Linked DNA regions of Pan troglodytes: region 2 is linked to region 1. A link is a contact called in public HiChIP or PLAC-seq data. All regions are on one chromosome and are shown on one strand. Each heading gives the region's core, a stretch centred on a gene start, on an enhancer-like site or on the middle of the called end of the contact. The rest is flanking DNA. Distances are from core to core; before and after follow the strand shown.

Evidence for each region. HiChIP or PLAC-seq counts read pairs in DNA pulled down with a chosen protein or histone mark.
Region 2: a contact with region 1 is called in an H3K4me3 HiChIP or PLAC-seq map of stem cell-derived excitatory neurons, with 2.6 times the contacts expected there. The contact joins the promoter of RTCB here to the promoter of RFPL2 in region 1. A contact is called at or near these places in 1 of 1 datasets of contacts at active chromatin or transcription factors (stem cell-derived excitatory neurons) and 1 of 1 other capture datasets (stem cell-derived neural stem cells).

What each region holds. Positions count from the first base shown.
Region 1 is chr23:34,305,359-34,311,473 of NHGRI_mPanTro3-v2.0_pri, forward strand. It overlaps RFPL2 (ret finger protein like 2), which reads right to left and starts at 3,809. Exons shown (of 5, transcript XM_063808233.1): 1 at 3,228-3,809; 2 at 1,068-1,285.
Region 2 is chr23:34,507,264-34,513,378 of NHGRI_mPanTro3-v2.0_pri, forward strand. RTCB (RNA 2',3'-cyclic phosphate and 5'-OH ligase) reads right to left here and starts at 3,032. Exons shown (of 12, transcript XM_001152688.5): 1 at 2,847-3,032. The coding sequence starts at 2,939. LOC107970231 (a long non-coding RNA gene) reads left to right here and starts at 3,065. Exons shown (of 3, transcript XR_008541675.2): 1 at 3,065-3,186. BPIFC (BPI fold containing family C) reads right to left here. Exons shown (of 18, transcript XM_009438245.4): 18 at 4,620-5,200. The coding sequence ends at 5,078.

The DNA of each region.
Region 1 (6,115 bases), core at 2,559-5,058:
GACTTTAGGTAACCCGCCCGCCTCGGCCTCCCAAAGTGCTGGGATTACAGGTGTGAGCCACTGTGCCTGACCAGTGTTCCCTTATTTCTATGAGAATATGTAAAGCATTTGGTCAAGGAGAGTTGGTTTTCTCAATGTTGAAGCCAGGCATGTTTTCACAACTAAAAGCGAGGACCTGTCTTAACCAAGGCCTCAATATTGATGGGATTTGGTCTCTGACACATGCACAGGTGACCTGTGTCTGTGAGTGCACCTACAGCTGCCTGGCAGCTCTAGGACATGGCGATTCTCTCAGGTACTTGGCACAGAAAGTCACTGGCCTTCTTTGGAGGACGCATCATTTATAGAAACACTTCTTTATTGGATCCTGGGTCTCGGGTGGAAAACCAGGTCCCACATCAGGACTTTCTCTGTGAGGCTCCCACGTTCTGGGGCTCCAGCTGCTCTCTGAGAGGAAGGTGTGGAGACAGAGAACAGAGCCCAGCCCCACCCAGCCCCTCTTGCATTGTCCCTGCTCTGTAGGGAGTTAGAAAACTGGGGGCACCAGCAGCAGCAGGCCTGTGTCACTGTGGGTGGGGCCAGGGAGGGGCCGAGGGGCATCCTGGGTGAGTCTCTCCCACGGCTCCTGTTTGACTTGCCTATGGCCACTGTCACAAATGACCCCTAATTTAGTGGCTTAAAATAACACACATTTATTCTCTCCCAGGTATGGAAGTCAGAAGTCCAAAATGAGGTCTGAGCTGCTAAGATCAGGGTGCCAGCAGGGCCGGGCTCCTTCCGGGGGCTCTGAGACAAATCCATTTCCAGAACTTTTCCAGCTTCTAGAGGACGCCCCCAGCTCCTGGCCCTTTCTTCTAACTACAAAGCCAGAGCTCAGCATCTTCAGATCTCTCTCCTGATCTTCTCTCCCCCCACTTTCTGTCTTCCTCTCCCTGGACTCCTCTCTCCTTCTCTCTCCCTCCATCCCCACATCTCCTCCTCTCACTGTGACCCTCCTCCTGCCTTCCTCTTTCCCTTATAAAGACCCCACCCTGGAGCCATGCGGAAAACCCAGAATTGTCTCTCACCTCAGGCTCCTTATCACCATCATGTCTGCAAAGTCCCAGTGGCCACACAATACAGCACATAGACAGATCCTGGATTGGGACACTGCAGTCTCTGGGAAGCCTAATTCAGCCACCTCCATCGGAGGCAAATCATGGTGCCACAGGCTCTAGCCTCCAGCATGTGGCATGTAGCTCCTTCTCAGGGCACTGGGCATCCGGGCAGACAAAGCCAGAAAAGCCTAGAACAGGATGCAGAGTGGTAACATTAGAGCGCACCTTGTCATGCTGGCCACTGGGTGGCAGGGGCCGGTTTCAGCGAAGGTACTCACACCCACACTTCAAAGTCCAGCCTCTCCTTTTAGCGCAAGCTGGCCAGGAACTGCGGCCTGGAGTGGGGACTGCAGACACCACAGTGCCCGGGCTTCCCACTCCACAGGAACCGCTGCACCCACCCTGGCTGCACTCCTCGGGAAGCAGGAGCAGCAGAAACTCAACCCCAGCCAGCCCTCCCCACCCAAGTGCGGGTTCCCGTTCCTGATGCCTCCTCCACCCACAGGGCCCTGTAGCCTCCTCGTGTCCACTACTGCGTGCCCGGGGGTCCCAGGCGGTCTCTGCAACACAGAGCAAGAGGAGGCGGGTCCAGGAAGCACCACGGGGCTGGGGCCCCTGCCGCGCTCAGGAAATGCTGTGCGCCCGCCGCACTTGAGCAAGAACAGGAGGAGGTGGCCGGGAAGAGGAGGACCGCTCCTCTCTTGGAGACCACCGCTGTCACTGACACCTCCACCGCCCGCCACCGGCAGTGCAGTCCCAGATGGCGCCCCTAACTCGTCCGTGCCTAGTACATGCAGCACCCAATGGCGCTGGCAGCCTGCCCCCTGCCACGGGCAGCGCAGCCCGGGATAACTCCCCAAACCCGCTCTGTGCTGTGGGCAGTGCAGCCACGGATACCACCCTCAACCAGCCCCTCGCCACAGGAAATGACTCCCGGGATAGCGCCCCAAATCAGCCCCCAGCCTCGGGCAGTGACGCCTGGAGTAGGTCACCCAACCCAACTCCTGCGCGGGCAGTGCAGCACCAGATAGCGCCCCTAAAACGCCTCCCGCCACCGGCGGTGTAGCCCAGGATAGCGCCGCCAACCCGGTACTCGCCGCGGCAGTGTAGCGATAGGGCACCCAATCTGCCACCCACCGCCGGCAGTGCAACCCCAGATAGCGCACCGAACTCACTCCCTGCCGGGCAGTGCAACCCCACATAGCATCCAACCCGCCTCCCCACCCAGCCACTGGCAGTCCGCCCCCGATAATGCCCCATACACGCTCCTGGCTGTGGGCAGTGCAGCCCATGGGTAGCGCCCCCAACCAGCCCCCAGCCATGGGGAGTGATGCCTCGGATAACACACCCAACAAGTTCCCCACCATGGGCACTGATGTCCCAGGTAGCGCCCCCAACCCTTGCCCCTCAGCGACCAGTGCAGCCATGGATAGCGCCCTCAACAAGCCCCTCCACTGCCCCCGCCGCTGCGGGAAATGACGCCCGGGATAACGCACCCAACCCTCCCCCGCCATGAGCAATGCAACACCCACTACTGCTCCTTACACGCCCCCCACTACAGGCGGTGTAGCCAACGATGGCGCCCCCATCTCCCCCTCGCCTCGGGCAGTGTAGCTCCCGATAGTGCATCCAACCCATTCCCTCTGCCCCTCACCTCCCACCGAGTCAACCACCGCCGGCAGTCTAACCCCAAATAGCGCACCCAACCCACTCCCTGCCAGGCAGTGAAGCCCCCCGATAGCACCCAACCCGCACCTCCACCCCCGCCACTGGCAGTCCGCCCCGATAACGCCCCAACACGCTCCTGGCTGTGGGCAGTGTAGCCCATAGATAGAGCCCCCAACCAGCCCCCAGCCAAGGGCAGTGACGCCTCGGATATCACAGCCAACAAGTTCCCTGCCATGCGCACTGATGTCCCAGATAGCGCCCCCAACCCGTACCCCAGCGCGACCAGTGCAGCCACGGATAGCGCCCCCAGCAAGCCACCCCGCGGCTGCGGGAAATGACGCCCGGTAAAGCACCCAACCTTCCCGTGCTGTGGGCAGTGCAACACCCAATACTGCCCCTAATACGCCTCCCACCACCGGGTGGTAGCCCACGATGGCGCCCTCAATCCGCCCCCCCTCCCACCTCGGGCAGTGCAGCTCCCGATCGTGCATTCAACCTGTCCCCCTCCCCGCCCCCTGCCGCAGGCAGTGAGCCCTGGATAGCTCATCCACCCCGCCACCTTTCTACACTCTGGCTGCGGTCTAGTCTCCCTCGCCGCCACCAACGGCAGCGAGCCGAGCCATGCTGCTGCAGGCTTTCAAGCCTCCAGCGTGGGACAGGTGACTCCTCCTCTAACCTAGGCATGGAGCAGATGGGCTGGCAGACGCAGAAGTGCCTGGAATGGCAAGAACCCCTCCCCCCACAGACCGAGGTTATGCAAGTAAGGTTTCTGGACTACATGTTCAGATTGGATGAGAGAAAAACCTCTAGGTCTACTCTGATTGTGCTTTATTTTCATGTTCTGACTGGATGAGAGCAAGTCTTAGGATAACCAATCAGAACAAGATAACAAAGCCCAATCAGAGTAGGCCTAGAGGTTTCTCTCATCCGATCAGACTATGTAGTCGAGAAACTTCATTTGCATTAAACTCAGTATATAAAGGATGCCAAGAGGGGTGGCTCGCCCTTCCAGGCTCATCTGCGTCGGCCTGCGTAGCTGCTCTGTGCCGGGCTTAGAGGAGAAGGAGGAGGAGCCACTTGCCGCGCATGCCAGAGGCTAGAGTCATCTACCGCGCATGCTGGAGGCTGGAGCCTACAGTGGCTCACCTCGCTGCTGCGGTTGGTGGCCGCGAGAGTGACTACAGCGCAGTCAGAATGGTGAAAAGGTGGCAGAATAGGTTCGTTATCCCAGGCCGTACTGCCTGTGGCGTGGGGGGCGGGTTGGGGGCCCTATCCAGGGCGTCACTGCCCGTGTTGGGGGACTGGTTGATTGTGGTACCTCGGGCGTCGCTGCCCGCTGAGGGGAGTGGGGTGGGGGCGCTATCCGGGGGCGCTATCCAGCCTATGGCTGGAGATGGGTTGGGGCGCTATCCCAAGCTGTAATTCCTGAGGCAGTGGGGAGTTTTGGGGGCACTATCTGGGGATGCACTGCCCGCGGCCGGGGGGCGGGGGTGAGTTAGTAGAACTATCAGGTGCTGCAATGCCCTAATGCCCTTGTTGGGGACAGGTTGTGGGGGGCTAGTGGGTGCAACACTGCTGGTGGCGAGGGTGGGTGCTGCTATCCGGTGCTACTCTGCCTGTGGTGGACGGGGGCGGGTGTGATATCCAGGGCATCATTGCCTGCATCTGGGAGCTGGTTGGGGACACTATCCATGGCTGCACTGCCCACAGTGGGGAGCGGGTTGGGGGCACTATTTGGGGCTGCAATGCTGGTGGTGGGGGACGGGTTAGGGTCACTATAGGGTGCTACACTGCTGGCAGTGGGGAGGGGGGTGTTGAGGGCGCTCTCTGGGGGCTACACTGAGACAGGTAGTGGGGGGTTGTTGGGATTGGTACCGGGGCTGGACTGCCCATGGAGAGGGGGTGGGGGGGTGGTTGGGGGCGCTACTGAGGGCCGGGTACACTGCCTGTGGTGGAGGGGTGGGTTGGGTGCTATCGGGGGTCTGTACTGCCTAGCAGGGAGCGGGTGGGTGTGCTATCTGGGGCTGCACTGGCTGCAGCAGGGGCAGGTTGGGTGCGCTATAGGGGGCTACACTGCCCTTGGCAGGGGGTGGTTTAGGTGAGCTGTCTGTGGCTGCACTGCCCGAGGTGGGGAGGAAGTTTGGGTGCTGTCTGTGGCTGCACTGCCCGAGGTGGGGAGGAAGTTTGGGTGCTGTCTGTGGCTGCACTGCCCGAGGTGGGGAGGAAGTTTGGGTGCTGTCTGTGGCTGCACTGCCCGAGGTGGGGAGGAAGTTTGGGTGCTGTCTGTGGCTGCACTGCCCGAGGTGGGGAGGAAGTTTGGGTGCTGTCTGTGGCTGCACTGCCTGGAGGCAGGAAGTGGGTTGAGGGTGCTATCCTGGGCTGCTTCTCCTGGTGGGGAGCAGGTAGGGGCACTATCCAGGGTTGCACTGCCCGGGGTAGGGGGCGATTTGGGTGCCATATTGGGGCATCACTGCCCACAGCAGGGGTCTGGTTGGGGTCGCCACCCATGGCTACACTGTCTACAGCCACTGCCTATGGCAGGGAGCGGGTTGGGGGCGCTATCCCGGGCTGCGCTGCCCAAGGCAGGGGGTGGGTTGCGGGTGCCATTGGTGCTGCAGTGTCCGAGGCAGGGGCGGGTTGGGGTTGCCATCCGGTGCTACACTGCCAGCTGTGGGGGAGGGTCGGGGGCGCTATCGGGGGCTGCACCGTCCCCCTGGTAGTGGGCAGCGGAGGTGTCAGTGACAGCGGTGGTCAGAGGAGGTAAGAGGGACTCCAGTCTCTAGAGGGCCATCTCCTTCTGCTCCTGGCCAGCACACAGCATTTCTGCGGGGATCCTGAGCACGGCCCGGCCCCTAGACCCGCTGTGGTTCCCAGGCGCGCGCCCTCTCACCATGTGTTGCTGAGACCGTCTGGGACCCCTGGGCACACAGTAGCGGACATCACAGAGTGACAGGGCCCTGTGGGTGGAGGTGTCAGGAAGAGGTACCGGCACTTGGGTGGGGAGGGCTGGCTGGGGTTGAGTTTCTGCTGCTTCTGCTTCCTGAGGAGCGCAGCCAGGGGTGGGCCCAGCGGTTCGTGCTGAGTGGGAAGCCCGGACGCTGTACTGTGGTGTCTCCAGTCCCCACCCCAGGCCCCAGTTCCTGGTGAACTTGGGCCAAAAAGGGAGGCTGGACTTTGGAGGGTAGGTGTGAGTGCCTTTGCTAAAACTGGCCCCTGCCACCTAGTGGCCAGCATGACAAGGTGAGACTCTAATGCTACCACTCTCTGCATCCTGTTCTAGGCTTATCTGACTTTGCCTGCCCAGTTGCTCCGTGCCAGGAGGAGGAGCCACTTATTCCATGCTGGAGGCT
Region 2 (6,115 bases), core at 1,782-4,281, 200 kb after region 1:
GAATCAAAAACTCCAATTCTAAACATAAAACGTAGTCATCTAACCTAGTATGTTTATTCTGTGTTTAAGCCAATAGCAAATTACATTTTATTGTGCTCTAGTGGTGACTTACAAATCTCTAGTTAGGTAAATAGTGAGAAGAAAAATTTAACATGCAGCTACGTAGTTGTGTGCTCAGTTCTGAAAGCTATATAATTTTTTTAAAAATCTGTAATTTTAAAGCTTGACAATAGAGGCGGCACACAGAAGGCAATGGACGACATACTTATGTAACACTAAAGAGCAGAACATTTTTATCACAGGTCAAATATTGTGAAAGAGCTGTCCAGTAATGGAGAACCAAATATTTAACACTTAATCAACTGAATGTAGTTTTTATCAGAAAGATGACTTCATCACCACTGCATAAATAACAATTTAATACCCATTGATGGAAAATATTTCCAGTATAATTTCTTAAGGGTCACATTTATTAATTCATCAAACATTAACTGAGGATTTACTATGCATGAAGCACTGTCCTGGGCACTAGGGGAGATAGAAAGAATATAAGATCTTCCTTTCAAGGAGCTCCCAGTACACAATACAGCTCTTACATTCTTTTTTTTTTTTTTTTTTTTGAGACTGAGTCTTGCTCTGTCACCCAGGCTGGAGTGCAGTGGCATGATCTCGGCTCACTGCAAGCTCTGCCTCCTGGGTTCACGCCATTCTCCTGCCTCAGCCTCCCGAGTAGCTGGGACTACAGGCGCCCGCCACCACGCCCAGCTAATTTTTTGTATTTTTAGTAGAGACGAAGTTTCACGTGTTAGCCAGGATGGTCTCGATCTCCTGACCTCATGATCGGCCCATCTCAGCCTCCCAAAGTGCTGGGATTGCAGGCGTGAGCCACCGCACCCAGCCAATACAGCCCTTATATTCTGATAAGAATATCAGAGTGCAATGAAGCAAGTGCCATAACATTAAGTACACAGTGCTATGGAAGAATCTGATGAGGAAGTGCCTCAACAGTCTAGGGAGCTGGGAGAGGTTTCACAGAGATCCTGTAGAGCTGGTTCTTTGAAGACAAGAGACATCACTGGCGCAGCAGAACATCTAGGAACTAAACGCAAAAATGACGTAAAGATGGGAGGGGAGTGTTTTAAGGGAATAAAGAGAAATTTTTAGTCCAACATGTGGGTCTTGGGGGAGAAATGGAGATTTAGTAACAGATGATTATCTGTGTGAAATTCACTGATCTCATAAGGATGGAAGCACAATTCATGCTTAGAAGTCAATAGCGTTTTAAGAGCAATGCATTAACATTCCAAGTCTCTATTCCCAAAGGAAAGGTGGTAGTAAAGTGCTGTATACAAACTTAAACCAGAACTGCCTAGCAAAATTAGACTTGCCCCTAGATAGAATGAGCAGCAGTGTGTGCATCAAAGGCTGAGTCAGAACACCTGCCAGACAATGACAGTCTGTGTTATTAGATCCTACAGATAATCATGTCATGGTGTTTTCTTTTTCTTTTTTTTTTTTTTGAGACTCACTCTGTCACCCAGGCTGGAGTGCAGTTTAGAATGATCACGGGTCACTGCAGCCAAGATCTCCCAGGCTCAAGCGATCCCCCTGCCTCAGCCTCCTGAGTAGCTGTGGTGCACACCACCCCGCCTGGCTAATTAAATTTTTTTTGTAGAGACAGGGTCCCACTATATTGCCCAGGCAGGTCTCCAAAGTCCTAGGCACAAAGGATCTTCCCGCCTTGGCCTCCCAAAGCGTTGGGATTACAGGCCATGAACCACTGCGCTCCCCCTATGTTAGATTTTCTATTCCTTCCTTCAGGGTAACGGTTTCCACACAAAGAAAGTGGCCAAACAGCAAACAGAACACAGATTTATCCCCGTGCGCTTTTTCTTCCCTCAGTGTAAGTGACTTGCCAACAAAGGAAACTCAATAAGCTTTGATTCTGAATAAAAGAATGGAGTGACTATTGGGAGCTGTTTACCAAGACGTGAGACGAGATGGTAAACCTTTGAAGCATTTACTTGGCACCTTCAGGGATTTCAAAAACTATTTAAAAATACGTTGCAAAACTTCACAAACGTTTTCTTTTTTCACATTAATAAAAATATGAGCACAGATGGTGATGAAGGCCGAGAGATACAGAGCCCAGGCTTTCAAACTATCTGATGATCCTGAGCCCTCAAGTCTCCATCTGGGACGTCAAAGCAGTAAACCGGACATCAAGTCCTGGCTGAGCTTCTTCCTAGGTGGGTAGAGGAAGCTATGTCACCGACAGATCCTCGAGGTCCTTCTGTGAAGTGAATATTAAAATCAAACAGGCCCTGCCCTGCGCTACTGCAAGAAATGACATCGCTTTATTAAAAACCAACATGGGATACTGAATGCTGAAAACCTGGTTTAGTGAACAAAGGTTTGTAAACGTTATTTAAATAACCAGCATGACTCAGAGGAGGTGAATTCCAGTCCCAGCAAATGAACCTGGGGCTGGCTGTTCCACCCTGGAAAAGATCACTGAAGTTTCTGCGAACGTAAAACAGCTCACGATACGTTTATGAGACTGATCTGTGAAAACGCTTTGGAAACCCCAATTTCGTATTTATTTAGATTCCCATATCCACCGCACTTAGCTTGTCCTCGTGGTTCGGGGACCTCTCCTGGCGGGAGGTGGTGCCGGAACAGGTTGGGCAGCCCCAGAACCGTGAGGGGAGAAGGACGGGATGAGGGAAACTCTGCAAGGGGCCGGGGCGGACCCAGTGGTCAGGGGAGGTCCAGAGGGCGCAGTGGACGCCGGCCGGGCCGGGGACGGAGCACGGAAGGCCCCGCCATTTGCTCTCCTGCCTTACCTGCATGTTGGGCACGAAGCCCTTCTTGATCCTCCAGCAGTTTTTATTGATCTTCTCCAAGAACTGCAGCTCATCATTATAGCTGCGACTCATGGTGGCGACAACTGTAGCAAAAACTCCCGGCTCCGCTTTGAAGAGCGGCTGCCGCGTTGTCCGGCTTCTCAGAGCACCGCCTTCCAAGAACCAAAGCGCAGGCGCGACCAGCGCCGCAGCAGGATGAGCAACGGCAAGCGCCGAGGCTCGAAATTCTTCAGGCCAATGTCTTTCCTCTGGTTAAGTTGTACTGTCCTGTAGTGTATAACTTTGGGATCTTTATTAGTCGATTTCCTCTAAGCTACAGGTAAGCGAAATCCAGAAGTTTAAAGTATAATCTAGTTATCTTTTGTTTTGGAAATGCTTTTCAGCAGCTTATGAAAACACCTTGAGTCTGGGTCAGGTTCGGTGCATTGGCTTGGAGTTTACACCCTCAGCTGGGAGGGGAAAAAGATACGCCAGCAGCTGAGAAAGAAAAACCTGTTTGAGTAAATACCATAGCTGAACATTTATGTTTCAGAATGAATCTGGATATACACCAAATAACTTTTTTGGTCAGAAAGGAGCATCCCAAAGAATGAAGCATGGCAGCTTATCATTTATTCTAACAAACACTTGTGGGTGCATCTATTATGGCCAGACGTATACTACAAAATGATCGAATCACAGCCCTTATGGATCGCCAAAACTCCCCAGTCTAGCCGCCTTTGATGATCAAGACCTCTTTAATCATGCTTTTATACGCCGTGTCTCTTGTTCATAGTGGTAAGTGAGCTTTAAGTGATTTCAGTTTCGAGTTCGGCCTCATGTCAACAACTGCAACTTTGGGATTAGAAAGACGCAAGATTCAATTTCTATCTGTGCCATTTACTGACTTGGTGTGATTAACCCCTCTTATCTCTGTTTCGTCATCTCTAAAATGGGATCATAATTCTTTCTTGAGTAGAAGGCTAAATGAAGTGACACTGGAGGGGTAATCAGCACGGGGCTTGGCACACGGCAAGCACTCTATAAACAGCTCTCCTCTTTCCATTCCCCCACTAGACTGTAAGTGCTGCAAAAAACAGTATGTAGTTTCCATTCATTTGTTGCATTATCTACACTGGTTCCGCTTTTCTTCTCTTCTGCCCCAATTTCTCCCCATTGATTAGGTGCTCTGACACATTAATATCATTCTCAGTTATGAATTGTCTGAGTTTAGTACTCTGCACTGCCATTTCATTGAATCTGTGGTGGGTGAAAAATCCCAGAGCTTGAAGTGATGCAACTTTTAGAGTTTCCTGTGGTTACCCTGTTCCTTCTTGGAAAGATTTCGGAGGTAAAGAATTCTCTTTTAAAATCAAGCCTTGATGTCTGTGCAACCTTAGGTCTCTTCCCTTTTCTATGTCTTATTTTATTTTTTTGAGTTGGAGTCTTGCTCTGTCGCCAGGCTGGAGTGCAGTGGTGCCATCTCGGCTCACTGCAACCTCCGCCTCCCAGGTTCAAGCGATTCTCCTGCCTCAGCCTCCCAAGCAGCTGGGACTACAGGTGCGTGCCACCACTCCCAGTTAATTTTTGTATTTTTAGTAGAGACTGGGTTTCACCATGTTGGCCAGGATAGTCTCGACCTCTTGACCTCATGATCCGCCCACCTTGGCCTCCTAAAGTGCTGGGATTACAGGCATGGCCTACTGTGGCTGGCCTCCTATTTTATTTTTTAAAAATTCAGGGCAGGCCATTTCTCAAATAAAAAAACCAAGGTTGAAGTTGATAGAAAACAATTTTAATTAAACACAGAAGATAGTAACAGTGAATATAAAACATGAAAACCAATATGCAGGTAGGGGAAAACCACTAGAGGGCCTAAGGGATTTCCACTGAGAATGACCAATACAAATACAGACTTAGAGTTTCTTACCCACCTGGTCAGAAGTACATGCCGAGCTCTTGTCCTAGAATCTTTCTTGCCCCAAACAAACAAACAAACATAAACACAGACACACGCAGCATGCATACACTCACATTCAGACACCTCTATTTAGCCCTTTAACACAGTCTGCCTTATTCTGGGTTCCTGAAGGCTTAAGAAAGAAAACTTTCTGCCTAAGCAATTCACAAGGGCTTTACAATTCCAGTGTGTACTGTCTTTCCCTTCTGGGTTTACAGTAGTTGTAGGATTAAGGACCATTTACTTCCTGGGGTGAATTGCAAACCGGCAATCAAGGGGCTGACTTCCCCCTCCACTGTCCACTTATCAGGTTCAGACCTTCCCATCCGTGGAAACTTGGCTGCTGCTTTGAGGATGTTTCATACTTCAGGTCGGTGGAAATCAAAAGGAAACCCTGGAAAGGATGTGACAATGAAGATAACGTCAAAACTTGGGCATGTCTGGGTTTGTCTGAGGGGTGAGGAAGAGATGGCTTCTTTTTTTTATTATTTTAATTTTGAGATGGAGTCTCAAAGGCTGTCGCCCAGGCTGGAGTGTGGTGGTGCGATCTTGGCTCACTGCAAGCTCCGTCCCTCGGGTTCAAGTGATTCTCGTGCCTCAGTCTCCCAAGCAGCTGGGACTACAGGTGTGTGCCACCACACCCGGCTAATTTTTGTATTTTTAGTAGAGACAGGGTTTCACCATTTTGGCCAGGCTGGTCTCAACTCCTGACCTTAAGTGATCCGCCCACCTCAGCCTCCCAAAGTGCTAGGATTACAAGCATGAGCCACCATGCCCAGCTGAGAGATGGTTTCTTTACCAGGTCCTACAGAGAGTCAGGCCCTCCTCTACCCTGGCCCTACTTTGTGAATGCCCCAGAGAAAGGAAAGGCCATTTTGGAGTACTGTCACCCGATGTGACTTAGCTATTGTAGAAGCAGTGGGGGAGAAGCAGGGAGGTGGGAGAGCATGCACGGTAGTGTAGGGCAGCAGTCCCCAGCCTTTTTGGCATTAGCGACTGGTTTCATGGAAGACAATTTTTCCACTGACTGGGACTGGGGGATGGTTTCGGGATGAAACTGTTCCACCTCAGATCATCAGGCATTAGTTAGATTCTCATAAGGAGCGTGCAACCTAAATCCCTTGCACAGGCAGTTCACAATAGAGTTTGTGCTCCTATGAGAATCTAATGTTGCTGCTGATCTGATAGGAGGTGGAGCTCAGGCAGTAATGTTCACTCCTCGGCCGCTCACCTCCATCTGTGCAACCAGGTTCCTAACAGGCCACAGACCGGGACAGGTCCTGGGCCTGGGTGTTGGGGACCCCTGGAC